2 separate regions of the Zea mays genome follow, and region 1 is linked to region 2. The links are chromatin contacts, called in public Hi-C maps. All regions are on one chromosome and are shown on one strand. Each heading gives the region's core, a stretch centred on a gene start, on an enhancer-like site or on the middle of the called end of the contact. The rest is flanking DNA. Distances are from core to core; before and after follow the strand shown.

Region 1 (4,014 bases), core at 622-3,121, 390 kb after region 2:
GGGTTTTAAAAAAAGAAAAGGTATGCGTATGACGATGGCCGATGGCTGCGTGCTTCATGATGGCAGGGCCATGGAGGAGAACCCGTCTGCTCCGTAGCCGTGTTCAGCCGGCGGCGCTTTCCATGCCGATCCGTCTCGGTGTCGGCGTGTCGCATACGACCTATGCCCGTACGGTGTACGCGTAAAACCGGGAAATTCGCATTCTTCCCCCACACTGTTCGCGTCGCCGTATCTTCACATCGCAGGCCGCTTTGATTCTCTAGCGCGGCTGGGGACTGGGGTCTAGGGTTTAGGCTTCCAAAAAGAGTCAATTCCTTTGCGACCATTATAAAAGATCCAAATTCCATATGAACCACTGGAATTTCTACCGTTCGTTCCATGCCATTGTCCAAGATTTTTCATCCCGTTTAAACCACTGCCGTCCCATTTAGTGCTAACGGATGGTAACAGGATTACGAAAGGACCAGTGTGCCCCTGGTTTGGTCCGTGAAAAAGAAATTGGATCTTCCCTTTCTTGCCACAGGAGGCAGACCCTCTGCTCTGGTTTTGGCGCCAAACCTTGGTGCTAGAACCAATGCCCAGTATGGCATAAACAGTATTCAGATGTATGACATAAACAGTATCCACATGTATGGCATAAACAGTGTCCAGATGTATGGCAAAGTAATGCAAATTGAAAACACAAGTGGTTATACAGACCATACATCAATGTTTTGGCCATCCAGACCATAGCATCACAGTTTTGGTCATAGAATGCCACAGTTTTGGTCATATAGACCACAGCACTACATTAACACAATTCTAGTCAAGTAGACCCAAAAAATAGTACAAAAGACTACCTAGTTCCAATTAGACATTGAGCTTTCTTTTGCTTCTAGTTCCCATGGCAGGACTGCCACTGCAACTGGCTTTGCTTCTAGTTCCCATTGCAGGAGATCCGATGACTTCTGGCTCTCTCTTATTTTTCTTCCCATGTCCTGCCACCTCTTTTTTTGTTTCTTGATTCTCTTCCTTGTCTGCAACCTCCATTGATGGCATCATGATAGACAAAGGCATAGGGACTGACAATGCCAATGTTTGGTTGCACCCTTCACCTGACCTTTTCTCCTTGTACTATGGCACTCATGCAAATGTGGGTTCTTCTTCACCTGCACATAAAAACAGAGTCAAACACACTCAATCAGATGAACACAGAGCCCTGCCCCCGAGGCCTACCAGTTGCCGTGGCCCCAACCCCGAGCCCCCGCCGCCGCAGCTCCTGCCTCGAGCCCCCACCGCCGCGGCCGCGACCTCGAGCCCACAGGCCCCGATCCCCGGCGCCTCCCGCCTCCGCCCTCCGCCCCAACCGCTGGTCAGCTGAGGAAGACTGATGAGAGGCACACTTACCCATCTGGAAGCCATGAAGGCCAGTCGTCGGACCTCATCGGTGCCATGTCGCCCGCCAATCCGGACCTTGGTCCTCCACCATGATTCCCCATCCTCGCTTAACCCATCCTTGGTGCTGTGAATCTAGGGTTCGGCGGGGAGAACAGGGGGACACGAACGAGAGAAGAGCCTCACGGGAGAACTGGGAGCGGCGGCGGCCTGAACAACAAGGACTTGACTCAAGTCGCCAAGGGCAAAACGGACCTTCCTCGCTGCTGTTAACGTCCGTTACCACGAAAAGAGACGGCAGTGGTTTAAACGGGATAAAAAATCTTGGACAATGGCATGGGACGAACGGTAGAAATTCCAGTGGTTCATATGGAATTTGGATCTTTTATAATGGTTGCAAAGGAATTGACTCTTCCAAAAATCAAGCAAAGAAAATATTCGCAGTGTTGCGCACTTCGCGTCTCGATAAAGCCGACCGCCCGACCCCCAACTGTTCCGTCAAAGCAGAGTCTGCCCCTCCCCGCGCCGTTCTTTTTGGTTCCCCACTCCCCAGTCCCCGCCGCCGCCGAAACCCGCAGATGGAGGTCGTCGTCGCCGCGAAGCAGAAGGCGAAGAAACACATACACCTCTTCTACTGCTCAGAATGCGAGGAGCTCGCCCTCAAGATCGCCGCCAGCTCCGACGCCATCGAGCTCCAATCCATCAACTGGCGGTACGCCACCCTACCTTTTCTCTCCGCTTCCTCTTCCCGCCTCACCTATCTCGTGGAGCAAGCTGATTCCTCGAGTTATGTGATGCCGCACCACCAGGAGCTTCGACGACGGGTTCCCGAACCTGTTCATCAACAAGGCGCACGACATCCGTGGGCAGCACGTGGCGTTCCTGGCCTCCTTCAGCTCGCCGTCGGTCATATTCGAGCAGATCTCCGTCATCTTCGCGCTGCCCAAGCTATTCATTGCCTCATTCACTCTCGTGCTGCCTTTCTTCCCCACGGGCTCATTCGAGCGCGTTGAGGAGGAGGGCGATGTCGCCACCGCGTTCACCCTCGCGCGCATTCTCTCGATGATCCCCAAGTCGCGCGGCGGGCCTACCAGCGTCGTCATCTACGACATCCACGCGCTCCAGGAGAGGTTCTACTTCGGGGACGACGTCCTGCCATGCTTCGAGACAGGGATCCCGCTCCTGCTGCAGCGCCTCCGCCAGCTCCCGGACGCAGAAAATGTGCGTAGTGGCATACACTAATGTGCGAACAAACTTTTTTTTGAGGGATAAATTCTTACTGCAGTCCTGACCCATGGCATGTTGCGTGCAGATCACCATTGCCTTTCCAGATGACGGTGCGTGGAAGCGGTTCCACAAGCTGTTACAGCACTTTCCAATGGTCAGCGGTTGCCTTCTCTTGCTTGGATGTCATCTTTTGTTTGTTTCACATACCTTGTGTTGTCATGAATTACTCAGTTCTCTTGTCGTAGATTTCATTCATGTTGGTCTGTTTGATTGTATAGATAGTCTGTAACAAGGTTCGGGAAGGTGACAAGAGAATAGTTCGTATAAAGGAAGGACTACCTGAAGGCCGTCATGTTGTTATTGTTGATGATTTAGTGCAATCTGGGGGAACTCTTAGAGAATGCCAGGTATGATGGATGTGTTATTCTATTGCTTCTTCATGGTAGTTCTAGTAGATGGCAATGCTTACTTATCTACTTGTCTTAGCATTTATTCAGTCTGGAAGGAAATACGATATCGTATACTACAGCATGGAAGGAAGAAGGAAATACTATCTATCTCATACATTTGATACAGCAGCAGAGGGGCACATTGTCGTGCCATTCTGGGGGTTATACTCTTTAATGCACATAGGGTCTGACTGGTTGATTGCATAAGGTCCTAGACTCCTAGTGCAGGCTAGGCTAATCCAGCCTAACGTAATGCAACAACGTGGTGTTTGGTTTGGCCTGTATACCTGTCTTTGCACGTGCATAGATCATGTTTGGTAGCCCGCATTGCAAATTGGACTTCATACAGGGAAACATTTAGTGTTTGGTAGCCTGCACAACAAGTGTTTTGTGTACCACTTCATCCAGGGGCGGACCTAGCCCGAAATCCGAGTGGGGTCCGAAATACTGAGTGGGGGCCTAAATAGAGACCTACTAACTAACAACCTTTTGTAGCTACAGTAAATAAGATAGCAAGTCCACTAGAACCAGAAATTTGAGTGGGGGCCGTGCCCCCACTGGCCATAATGTCGGTCCGCCCCTGACTCCATCCGTCGTGGAACGGGAGACGTGGCTATGGCGGTACAGACCGGAGCACGCCAGAGAGGGAGCGAAGGGATTGCATTGGCTCGTGCGGGGCGGGTGCAGGCACTTCACTCGCGCTGCCTGCACAGCCTAGTACAAGCTGAGTTTCCTTTCAGTGGATGCAGCCCAACAAGCGCTTCACGCAGCGTGCTAGCCTGTATAAGGGCCTGTACAACCAACCACAAAAGAGTGTTGCAGCCCACTAGTCTGGATAGCCCCTTATGTAGGCGACCAATCTCTGAGCACCACTTTTCACGGTTTCCACCGTCGTCGTGCTCCCCCACATTTAAATGGTAAAAGAGCTAAAACTGTACACAAATGAGGATTCGAACCATGGTTG
Region 2 (3,713 bases), core at 525-3,024:
CCGACAGTTACTAGGAAGTACGGAAACCATGTGACGATAAGCCCACATGCCATGAGTAAGATCGTAACCGACAAACCGTGACATTACTGGCGGTTTCAACAAACACAACAGGACAATTCAAGGGCAACACTTCATAAGTATAAATTGATACCATTTGCAAATATCCTGTGGTTGGATAAACGCAACACGACAATTCAAGGACAACATTTCAGAAAGCATAAACATGCATCATTCGCAAATGGCCAATAACAAAACCCGGGAAATAAGGAAACATAAGTACATAATGCCACTGATACTACAATAGGAGGTGATTGCTGTTGCCTCAGGCAGTGCATGTTGAAGTTAGGATAAGCTAATAAGCTGGGCAGTCCCTCCTATCATCATCACCCAAATAAGAAAAGGACACTTGGTTTGTGGGCAATCACCTGACCAATATATTAATACCATGTCATTCTAGCCGCCAACATCATGACAATAGTCAAACAGCACAAGGGATATTTAAAAGGTGCATCAAGGGAATGCATTTTTAACTACTATCAGTGTACCCCCGCACTGTCCTCTATAAGTAGTTAGTATTAGTTAAGCAGATTCATATCCCATTTTAAGTAAGCAAGCAATCTTCAGGTCGACAAATGGAAAAGGATGTTTACCTATTGAAGACAGCAGACAGAATCTCAAAATTGGTAATTGTCTCGACGAACGCCTTGAGCTCCGCTGCCCTCTTTATCGACGGCAACTTAACGACAGGCGCACGAGACATTGCATCCCGGAGCAGCACACTGACGGCGCCCCCAGACGCCGCGATGGCTCTGCAGCCGCGGTTGACGCTAGCCACGAGACATCCCTCGGTTGTAGCCATGGGAACATGGTACTGTTTCCCATCCAGGAGCAGCGGCCCGGCGACCCCGACCGGCAACTGCACGTACCCGATGGGCATCTCGCAGCATTGCCCCAGGATAGCCTGGTAGTCCATCCCGTCGAGCGGGAGCCCGTCGACGCCCCGCCCCGTCATCCGCCGTAGCGCCTCCCGCCGCAGACTGGCCGCGCGGCGGCAGTCTCCGAGGCGCGACTCGAGGTGGTGCGACGGCAGCGCCCCGGACACCACGGCGGCAACGATCTCCTCGTCCCCGCCATGCAATGTCTCCGGCGCGTCGGCGGCGCGCGTTTGGTCGGGGGAGCCGGCGCCCTGGTCGCGGCGGGCGGGGGTCTCGGGGTCCGCAGACGGGATGCCGGTGCCGCAAAGGCTGAAGAGGTACACGATGGAGGCCAGCTGGCAGACCACGGTGACGAACTCGCGGCCGCCGAGCGAGAACCGGAGCCGGCGGTCCCTGTCGCTGCAGAGGCGGAGCAGGTCGCAGGAGGAGAGCACGAGCGAGATCATCGCAAGGGCGTTTGTGATCCACGCCGGGATGGGCAGCGACAGCGAGCCCCCCGCGCCGAGCGCCCTCAGCGCCGCCGCGATGCGGCCTCCGAGCCGGCGCACGTCCATCCACCGCCGCTCGGGCCTCGGGCTTAACCGGCCACGGGCCACCGTCAGGGGGTTACGAGCGGAGAGCGAGAACCGGGGGCGCGTGCGACGATTGTGTGTCGTGCCGTGCGTGCTGCCGGTGCTGCGGGAGAGTGCGTAGCATGCCGGACCGGCGCTGTGCGGCCTGCTGGGGGTTCGATTCGTTGATCGGACGGACGCGGAGTGGCCGCGGGGTTTCTCGCACTGGTGTGCACGGAATCCGCAAGGCCGCAGCGTCGGAAGAGGCGGACACGGGCGGTCTGGACATGTTCCACTTTAAAACGGGGCTGTTTCGGTGTTGGAGTAGATTCAGTGACGGAGCCTAAACTTTTTCTAACAGAGGCTAAGAATGTGTTTAATTTGAGGTCAAAATAGAACGAGGCAGGAGCGACATCGTTTCCTCGATTTTTTGGATTGCACCGCCACCAAAAACTAATCCGGGGTTTATTTCGTCTCTACGTGACTCTCAGGGTCTGTTTGGTTGGACTGTGTGGCTGTAAAAAAAGTTGTTGTGAGCTGTAGAAAAAGCTGTTGTTGACTGTAAGTTGTTAAAAAGCTAAAAAAACGTTTGGTGAAAACCACTAAAAGCCGTTAAAAGTTCTTCGATATATGTTTCACAGTTCCATCCGAAAGCCACTGAAAGCAGGTCCAGGATGCTTTCAGTTTTGCACTGCGAGAAAGTCGGCTTTTAGAAAAAAACCGCTCCCTGCATCAACCCTTTGGTTTGACTTTTGGCTTTTAGGGGGCAAAAGCCAAAGCCAAAAGCCAAACCAAACACATCATCAACCAAACACTATTGAAATGGTGGCCGCCTCCTTTCATCCCTCCATGTGCATCCAACCAAACACAACCTAAATCAAACTAGTATAACGGTATAATTTTACTAAATCACTCACAGATATATGTAATAGTTTAAAGTAGTATTATATTCCATCAAAACAGTATTATATTAAAACATGATGAGCAGTAAAAACCACAAAATTACATGATAAGATTATATTATATGCTTATACTATATACGTTTTAAATTTTAGTATTAATTTTAGTGAGTAGATTGATGTGGATAAATGTATATTTTAAGTATGTGTTTGTGTGTACATAGCTATATAAAATATTTTTTAACTGTAAATAACATTGTTTGTAGAGTGAAGTTTAAACAATAAGATAGAATATTGATGAAGATAGCCTTAAATTTTGTTTATCTGTATCTTGAACGAAAAAGATTGGAAGGGTATTAAATCTCATTGTAATTTAACGCGACTCGCATGTTGGCAAACGAGCGGACAGGGGCCGGACACGGTGCCCGCGCCGCCGCCTCGGCGAGCCCACTGTTTCAGCGTTTCCTTTCTTTCCTTGCAAGCTAGAGGACGGAGAGGTTTGGTCAGACTTTCCGTTTCACTTCCGCCGCTTGCCGCCGTGACGATGGATTTGTGTACGAAGGCGTCTGCCGACGTCCAGGGTGCGGCGATCATGACACCTGTTGGTGAGCCGTCTGAAGCGCTAAACGCATGACTGAATTGTTCCCAACGTAAGCTAGTGGCTGTGTTAAGCAGGCGACAAGACATTGGAGGACGGGTTCGTGCGCGAGCGCTCACTACCTGAAGTCAAAGTGACATTTACGTGGAAATGGACACATTATCATATCCATATCCAGTGCCCGATCTAGAATTTAAATTTAAGGTAGTCGAGCACAATTTTTTTTGACATATAATACTATGTATAATTCGGTACCGCATATATATAATTTTCACCGATTCAATATATGAGCAGAAAATAAACAAAATATCTCTTAATACATTTAATTCATCTAATTAGGCTGCAAGATGCATAGATTTGTTTCTTTAGACCTAAACGATGAGTACTAGTTTGTTTTGGAGCCAAATTCTCCGGTAGTCGAAGGCTTACCTAGGCTATCCTCTAGGTCCGCCCCTAATCATATCTATCGTGTATACCAAGTATACAAGTGGTACGAGCAAGGTCAGAGTCAAAAAAAATTTAGAACAGACTAAATTAAATCGTTAAAACAATATAATCTCACTAAACTACCCACAATAGACAAATATAATAGTTTAAAATAGTCTTATGTTTAAAATGGATGGACAATAAAAATATAAATCTCTACTACTCTATAAGCCAATACCGTGGGCGTCCACATCTTCACCACATGGCTTCGCCACCGTCCGCGCCCTCCCCCTCCACCACGCCA

Evidence for each region. A called contact is a pair of places that touch in the nucleus more often than the background predicts.
Region 1: a contact with region 2 is called in a Hi-C map of ear, with 2.6 times the contacts expected there. The contact joins the promoter of LOC100280644 here to the promoter of LOC103627645 in region 2. A contact is called at or near these places in 2 of 25 Hi-C or Micro-C datasets (ear and tassel).

Annotation. Positions count from the first base shown.
Region 1 is chr5:210,858,065-210,862,078 of Zm-B73-REFERENCE-NAM-5.0, forward strand. LOC100280644 (ribose-phosphate pyrophosphokinase 4) reads left to right here and starts at 1,872. Exons shown (of 6, transcript NM_001153562.2): 1 at 1,872-2,086; 2 at 2,184-2,595; 3 at 2,687-2,755; 4 at 2,880-3,008. The coding sequence starts at 1,953.
Region 2 is chr5:210,472,297-210,476,009 of Zm-B73-REFERENCE-NAM-5.0, forward strand. LOC103627645 (3-hydroxy-3-methylglutaryl-coenzyme A reductase 1) reads right to left here and starts at 1,775. Exons shown (of 4, transcript XM_008647942.4): 1 at 651-1,775. The coding sequence starts at 1,489.